2 separate regions of the Zea mays genome follow, and region 1 is linked to region 2. The links are chromatin contacts, called in public Hi-C maps. All regions are on one chromosome and are shown on one strand. The core of a region is the stretch at or near the end of the contact, and the rest is flanking DNA. Distances in the headings are between cores, read along the strand shown. Region 1 holds the start of LOC100216761 (putative folate-biopterin transporter 4). Region 2 has its middle 4.2 kb from the start of LOC103643065.

Region 1 (3,850 bases), core at 173-2,672, 460 kb before region 2:
AAATTAGTAGGTTTTCACAATACTCCATAGCAGCATGCCAAATAGGGACACAGGAAACATCAAGAAGCCTACCCGGCTGATCGAACTGCTTCCGCAACCATTGCATCTATAACAACATCCGCCATCGCAGATCCCAGATTCTGTACTATGAGCAAGGCAGTGAGCATATTGGCTGAGCTCCTTAAAGCTTGTGATAGTCCTAGGATAAGCCACGGAAGTAGAGAAAGGCAACTAGAAATGATCAAATAGGGTATACGCTTCCTCTGTTTAATTGGAACGCAATCTGACAAGATCCTGCAGAAAACAATTGGCGTATGAGCAGCCAAAAAGTAGGACTTAGATTTCAATAAGAAACGTGAAACAGAATGGATGAAATTATGCATGCGTGGAGACATATGGACATATAGGTTTCTTAAGTAACAAGAAAATATTTTCAAGAAGCATGCAACTCTGGAAGCAGGAAGTTAAATGGAGCATACAGGTTAACCATCTGTCGCTAAAATCATTGCTGCATCGCCAGCAGGTTTCGTTACTAGTTACTAGCAGTAGAAGAAAAGCAATAGAAGATACACAAGGCAACAAAACCATACCCATATATAGGTTTGATGCTCCAAGGGAAATATGCAAGGGAGACCAGAAACTGCGATGTAGAGGGCGATAGCTTCATCACGTCCTTCATTTGGTAGGAGACAGCTGTCCAGACGAAAGACCTGAAACCCTAGAATGTTCGAAGGAACGTGATTGATTTAGCACGCGTGTGAACAGGTTGGGGCTCATTTAGATTTGCAGAAAGGCTAGGCTCTTGGTCTGTTGATTGACTGATGAAACGAGGAGCTCTTGCAGGTAACTAGGTATGCTAAGGAATGTATTTTCCGTGGCCTGTATCAGAACTATATTAGAAGCTAGTAAGGCATTTCTGCGTATGACTATCTGATATGTCATTTCTCCCAAACGGCGTGGTGTGGGATGCGATAAGTTTCAGATCTAAACAATCAACATGCGGACAATTACTAATCGTAATTATACAGGCTATTAAGGGAATAGAAGCCTAGGATCGTAGACTAGGGAAAATGTGAGAGAGAGAGAGAGACCTGGATGAAGTAGATGAGGCAGACGAGGCAGAGGAAGGAGGGCCCGAACGCCGCTGCCATCCGCCCCGGCCACCACAACTGATGATGCTGGGCCGCCGCCATGGCTCCTTGCTTCGCGCTGCGATGTAGGGCTAGGACACGGTATGGATCCACATCCACCGGGGAGGGAGGTAAAGGGAAGCGAAATGAGATGGCGGAGGGGACGAGAGAGGTCAGACGAGGCGAGGGGCCGGGTCTCCTTCCTTCCAGTTCCAGGAACCACCGACGGCCGACACGACACGAGCACGACGCGGGGAGGGGCGACCGGGCGAGGACCGGAACGGCGGACGGCAGTCACGTGCGGGGGTTGGCCGGGCCTGGTTCCTAATGTTGGGCCTTTTGTTGTCAAGCCCAGCGTTTTTTTTTTGTTTGTTTGGAAATGAAAATGCCAGTTGTGTTACGACCCAACTAATAAACCAACTTTGATAAAAAAAACTAATAAACCAACTTGAAGCATCACAGGTTGGAGCTCGTTCATGCCACTCGGGCGCTAATCAAACAGGACCTTCACGTTGTGGTCCAAACCACTACGCGGGGAATTTTTCGTACAGGATTCAAATTCTTTATTTTTTGTCCCAACCACAAAAGTATAGATGATGATAGAGCCATAGAAGGCACAGGGCCAAAGCATTTCCGATGAAAGGGGGGGACTCGGCTCAGTCACAGCACAACACTAATTCGGATCATTCATTTCCCTGGTACAAGAATCATGGCATGCCAGACACAATTATCCACCAAATCTTTTGTACTGACACAAGAGTAAAGTACCACAGCGCAGCAGAACAGGCGATGAGAGGAGCAGCATTTGCTTTATGCACAAGTAGCAGGCAGCTGGGGTAGTAGGAGTAAGGTGTACGGAATTTACAACAAATCACGAGCAGCAGCAATTCAGGCTGCATAGAACGAAATGGTCATCACTCTGCTAGTCCCACCACCAATCTCTCCCGACAAGAGCAACCCACGAACGCACCGCAAATGATTATTGTTTTCTTCCCCTCCCCCGATCCCCCCATCGGAATCCGGCAGGTGGGGGAGCGAGCTGGAAGCTGGAGCTGGTGATCAATCATGTCATGGGGCCAGGCGGCTAGGCCAATCAAGCAGTCAATCCCACCCACCCACGTGGTCACGCCTCACCTCTCCGCCTCCGCCTCCGCCTCCGCGTCCGCCGGCGACGACAGCTGCGCGGCCGCCAACGCGTCGGCGAGCGCGCGCATGGCGCTGACCTGCATCTGCAGCGCGGCCACGTAGTCGGCGGCCTCCTCCAGCAGCGCGGGCGTGGGTAGCTTCCGGCAGCCCGGGACGAGGCGGCCCAGCACGCGGAGCCGCTCCTGCACCTTACCCTCCTTACCCTTTAGCGCCGCCGCCGCCGCCGCCTTGTCTCTGGCCTGCACCGGCGGAGGCGGGCGGCGCCGCCGCCGGACCTTGCCGCCCGCCTTGACGAGGACGCGGCGGCGGCTGCAGACCGCGCCGGCGAGCAGGATGGCGCGGCTCCACCGCGTCTGGCCGCGCGCGGTCAGCGCCAGCGCCGAGTCGGCCGCCGCCTTCACGGCGCGCGGCTGGCCACCGCCCGTGGCGCGGAGCGCGTCCAGCAGGCGCCGCCCGTACACCCCGCGCACCGCGCCGCTGCGCCACTTGCTGGCCCGACTCGGCGGCGTCGCGGAGCCACCCTTGGACGTCCGGGACGACGACGGCGACGGAGAGGGCGAGGAGATCATCGCCGCGCGACTTGCCAGCCTGGCCGCCCCCCCGCCGCCCGATCAAGACGGGGCAAGGGATTTGGGGAGGGAGGGAAAGGGGCGGGCAGGGGGGGAGAGGACGGGTGGAACGCTGGTGGAGTGGTGGTGCTGGTGGTGGTGGAAGGAAGGAAGGAAGGAAGCGGAGGGGATTGGTTAGATTACCAACGTGCTTTGCTTTTGGGAGAGGTGGGGTGGGGTTGGGGTGGGTGCGCTGCGCTGTTGCTGATGTGATTCATAGTTTAGGGGTGTTTGGTTTCTAGGGACTAATGTTTAGTCCCTAGATTTTATTCCTTTTTAGTGTATAAATTGCTAAATATAGAAACTAAAATAAAAGTTCCTAGATTTTATTCTATTTTAGTTCCAAAATTACCAAATATAGAAACTAAAACTTTATTTTAGTTTCTATATTTAGCAATTTATACACTAAAAAGGAATAAAATCTAGGGACTAAACATTAGTCCCTAGAAACCAAACACCCCCTTAATCCACCAGCGGATGATTAGAGAGTAGTGGAGATGGAGGAGGGTTCGTCGCTTCCTCTACCGCCTCTCTTCTTTTCTTTCCTTTTTCTTCTTTGGTCGGTTGTTGCTTCTCCTTCCTTACCCTTTACAATATAGTGCTCCTGTTGTGCTGCACTTGAAATGGTCCGGGTATGCATCATGTTTGCTGCTCCACTCATTAGTAGCAAGGCGGCGTCACAACCTTAGTGATCCACTAGATGTCTAGATACCATGTGGAAGGCATTATTCTTTGCTTTTCTTTACTAGTTGTGTTATCATAGGTTGCTTCCTTGACAACCAGGGTTTTAAGTAGCCTGCTCTATGATGATATATTGATTATTCTACTGCTACCGCTAACAATGTTTTTAGCTTCGCTAAATAGTTTTATTTCAGCTTAGCCACGGAATAGCCTTAGTACCGTAAAATACTACCTCTGGCGTCTGCTAGTTATTTTTGAACTAAAAGCGTGTGTATTAGCCTGTTA
Region 2 (3,616 bases), core at 255-2,754:
GTCTCTGCATGTGGTGGCGTGGGGATGGCCTCCTGTTCGTCTCGTGACGAGGTCGCTTTCTGAAAGCGCCCATGCTTTCGCCATGGGAGGAGCCGAGGAGGAGGACGAAGAGGAGAGCGGAGAGCCTCTCTCTCTCTTTTCTCTTTTCTCTTTTCTATTGTAACAGTAGGATGGATGGATGGACCGGAAACCGCGTCTCTCTCTCTCGCCATGGTTTCTTCCTCCTCGTTGCTGTTACAGTCTTCGCATCTATGATGATGATGGCAGCAGCACCAGCACTGTACTGTTCTGGTGGCACGCAGATGCAGATGCAGTGCAGCAGCTCATTATGCGGTAGTACGTAGAGTGGAGGTGTGGAGCCTGTAGAGGTGGGTGGTGGGACCGGCGCTGCACTGCATGGCCATCAGGCCATGTACGTAACGTCCAGTCCAGACCCCTACATGACAGACACCACTCCACTGTACTGTGCTGCTCCATCATCTATTCTCTCCCTCCCCCGGCCCCCTCTGCTGCCCTGCCCTTCCGCTTCACTGTTTCTTGCCGTTGTGAGATGTGGACGATGCGTGCAAACATATACATCAGCCATCGAGGAGGGTCCGTTCGATCCATCGGCGGATTGCTTGGTTCCTTCTGCCCGTGTCATCACCTCATCAGGCCAGGGCACTGTGCCATGGTCCACCACGTACGAACGTTTATGCGTGCCACATCGCCATACAAATACGGTCCATAGATTTCGATGGATAGGTTAGGATAGTCATACATAGAATAAGTATTCTTATTGAAGTTAATCTGATTGTAGACTGTCCGGGCCATATAGTCGGACCATCCAGCCGTAACAGGTGCCAAATATGGTGCTTAAAAGGAGGGGGTCCATAGAGGGTTAAATCTCTTATTGTTTAATTTTTAATAAAAAATGAAATTATAACCTCTTTAATCATCTCTAATTCCCTTACTCTCAAACTGGCCCTTAGGTATTGTTCGGTTGCATGAGGACTGGTGAGAGGAAATAAATCACTTTCTATTAAATTTTGACTAGTAAGAAGTTTAATCCACCTCTATCCGAACACGCCATTAGGTTGGATGCATGAGAATTTGAGGGGGGGTGAGGGACATATAAACTCTTGCTACCGAACAATGACTAGCAAAAGGGTTATGTCTCTCGTTCCCCTCTAATCCCAATGCATCCACACGAGTTCTAAGGGCTAATTTAGGAACTCAAATATAATACATCATTAGTGGAAAATGATGAATAAATTACTCTATTTTTACCTCGTTCTCCTCCAATTTTCCGCAGGAGGGATTGATCCGCACGTGACAAGTAGACGCAGGCCCTGACAAAAGGTTTGCGCGAGTTTTCAGGTGCTCCACGGCCCACGCCACGCAGCGCCCCCCCCCCCCCCCCCCCCCCCCCCCCCCCCACACACACACACACACACACACACACACCCCATGGCCATAGGCCGCACGGTCAGCACCAACCACACGCTCGGGACGGGAGTCGGGTAGTTCGGTACCCGATGCTTGGGCGGTTACCTCCGCTACCTCATCGGATCCTCTGCGCCGGCCACTTGGTACGGACGCGCCCGTGCTGGCCGTACTCTACACCCGGATTCCTCGCTCGCCTTTTGTCGTTCTTGTGCTCTTCTCCCCTCTCTCTCTCTTTTTTTTCCCTTCTCCAGAGCGCAGGCGCAGCGCAGGACTCGGTGGGGGCGGTGGCGCACCCAGACGCCGTAGCAGCAGCGGATGATGATGCGTCTGCGTCTCCCACCCATATCATTCCCGTCGAATTAGTGGAAGCGACGGCAGGCCGAGTACGAGCTCTGCAGAAGATCCGGACTGGCCCTGGGTTCGGCGGCTCAAGCGAGGATCACCTTGGGCGAGCAAGAGAGTTGGTGGATAGTACTTTTTAAATTTTTATGTATGTACGAACGCACAGTGTATCTGCATAGCAGATCAGAATAAACTCTTTTTTTTTCAAAAAAAAGAAAAAGAAAACTAAACTTTTTTTTTGCGTGATTTCTCGTAGAAGCTTGGATATTGCCCTCATGGCCTCATATCATCCATTGGTGCACGCGCGGCGCACCAAAGACAAGACAAGAGGGCCAGCGGCGGCGTGCTCGTGTACACTGGGCGGGTGGCGCCGCCGCGGTGGGATACTCGCACGGTGACCCGCGCCACGCACACCGCACCCCACCCTAGAGTAGACTGCGGCGAGCGCGATCTATCCCGTGGTGGGACCGTTGGGTGGGGGGCTGGACCTGCGAGCAGGTGGGGCCCACGCTGGCACCGCTTTTACACGGACAGCGATGGCCCGGCATTGACAAAAGCGGACTGGCCCTGGCCCCAGCCCCACACCCGGGCCTTGGGCCTGTTGGAAGTGAGGCCCACATCCCAAAGGATTCCTCTCTTTTTTTCGCCTCTTTTTTTTACTTCTCCTTGAGGCTCTCAATCTCACCTTCTCTTTTTAAACCGGCGATGAAAAATCGGAAGAAAAAAAAAGTACGTTGGCTTCCCTGCTTCTTATTTTTTAACACAGAAATACTGTGGATTTTTTGTTGCTGCTGTTTAACCAAAGATTTGGTGTCCTGGCATGTACGTCCATGATGTGCCGTTTCATCTACGTACGTACGTGCCACACAAAAACAATAGCTGAGAGCTTACGGGATTCATCATCCACAGGACCACAGCAAATACGTTTCGGAGAGATCTCGTGGAAAACCCCAGATCCAAACCCAAACCATGGCATCTGTCGTACGCTCAAGAAGAGGACAAGGCAAAGCTGAGACCGACCGGGCCGTGCTCTCGAGACGGGGCCCCCTCTTCCTCCTGTCGTCGTCTCTCCGCCCCCCCGGATCGCGAGGTGCATCTGACGGCCTACCTGCAAGATCCGCCTGCGATCGTACGGCCCGAGGGCGGCCGGGGAACAGCGGTGCACGCACACCATTATAGTATAGGCAGCGGGTTAAACAAGGATGCGTGCCTGCGTAATGATGCATAACAAAGTTAGTAGACGCTATCTTATAAGTACAGTACTGTACTATGGAGTAATTAGAGCAAGTATAATAACAGGCTACAAGAAGGCTATATTTACCGCGTCGTCGTGTAGAGTACACCCACACGTCGTTTTTTTTTAAATAATACTGTTCCGCAAAATATTTGCCAAATAGCTAGCGTTGCTTCCATGGGTACGCAAAATATTTCTGTGGGCGCGGTCCCGTGTGGACGCGACCGCGACGTATCTGCTGCGGGCGGCGCGAGGCGTAGTCTGGCCGGCCGGTCTGTTGGTCTCAGCTCAGAGATGTTGTTTCTTTTATTATTATTATTATTATTATTATTATTATTATTATTATTATTATTATTATTATTATTATTATTATTATTATTATTATTATTATTATTATTATTATTATTATTATTATCTACCTGACGTTCTATGCCTTCTCTAAGATGAATAGATGATGACTAGAGATAAAGTTAGGACAGAGCATCTCTCTCAATCATTAAATTGTTGCCTTCTCTACGACTCTACCCTCCTGCTCTCTTAAAGGTATATATATATCTCAATTAATCTATTCAAGACCACATTTTAAAAATAGGCTACTTTGTAACCACCGGT

What was found. A called contact is a pair of places that touch in the nucleus more often than the background predicts.
Region 1: a contact with region 2 is called in a Hi-C map of bundle sheath, with 2.7 times the contacts expected there. The contact joins the promoter of LOC100216761 here to the enhancer-like site in region 2. A contact is called at or near these places in 2 of 25 Hi-C or Micro-C datasets (bundle sheath and ear).

Annotation. Positions count from the first base shown.
Region 1 is chr3:9,836,593-9,840,442 of Zm-B73-REFERENCE-NAM-5.0, reverse strand. It overlaps LOC100216761 (putative folate-biopterin transporter 4), which reads right to left and starts at 1,422. Exons shown (of 7, transcript NM_001359490.1): 1 at 1,092-1,422; 2 at 591-718; 3 at 73-294. The coding sequence starts at 1,193.
Region 2 is chr3:9,374,704-9,378,319 of Zm-B73-REFERENCE-NAM-5.0, reverse strand. No RefSeq gene overlaps it. Among protein-coding and RNA genes, the nearest start is that of LOC103643065, 4.2 kb to the left of the region's middle. Within about 2 kb of position 1,504, at least 19 of the 20 cell types and tissues checked have an H3K27ac peak or open chromatin away from gene starts, as enhancers often do. A contact at or near this core is called in bundle sheath and ear, where this site is marked.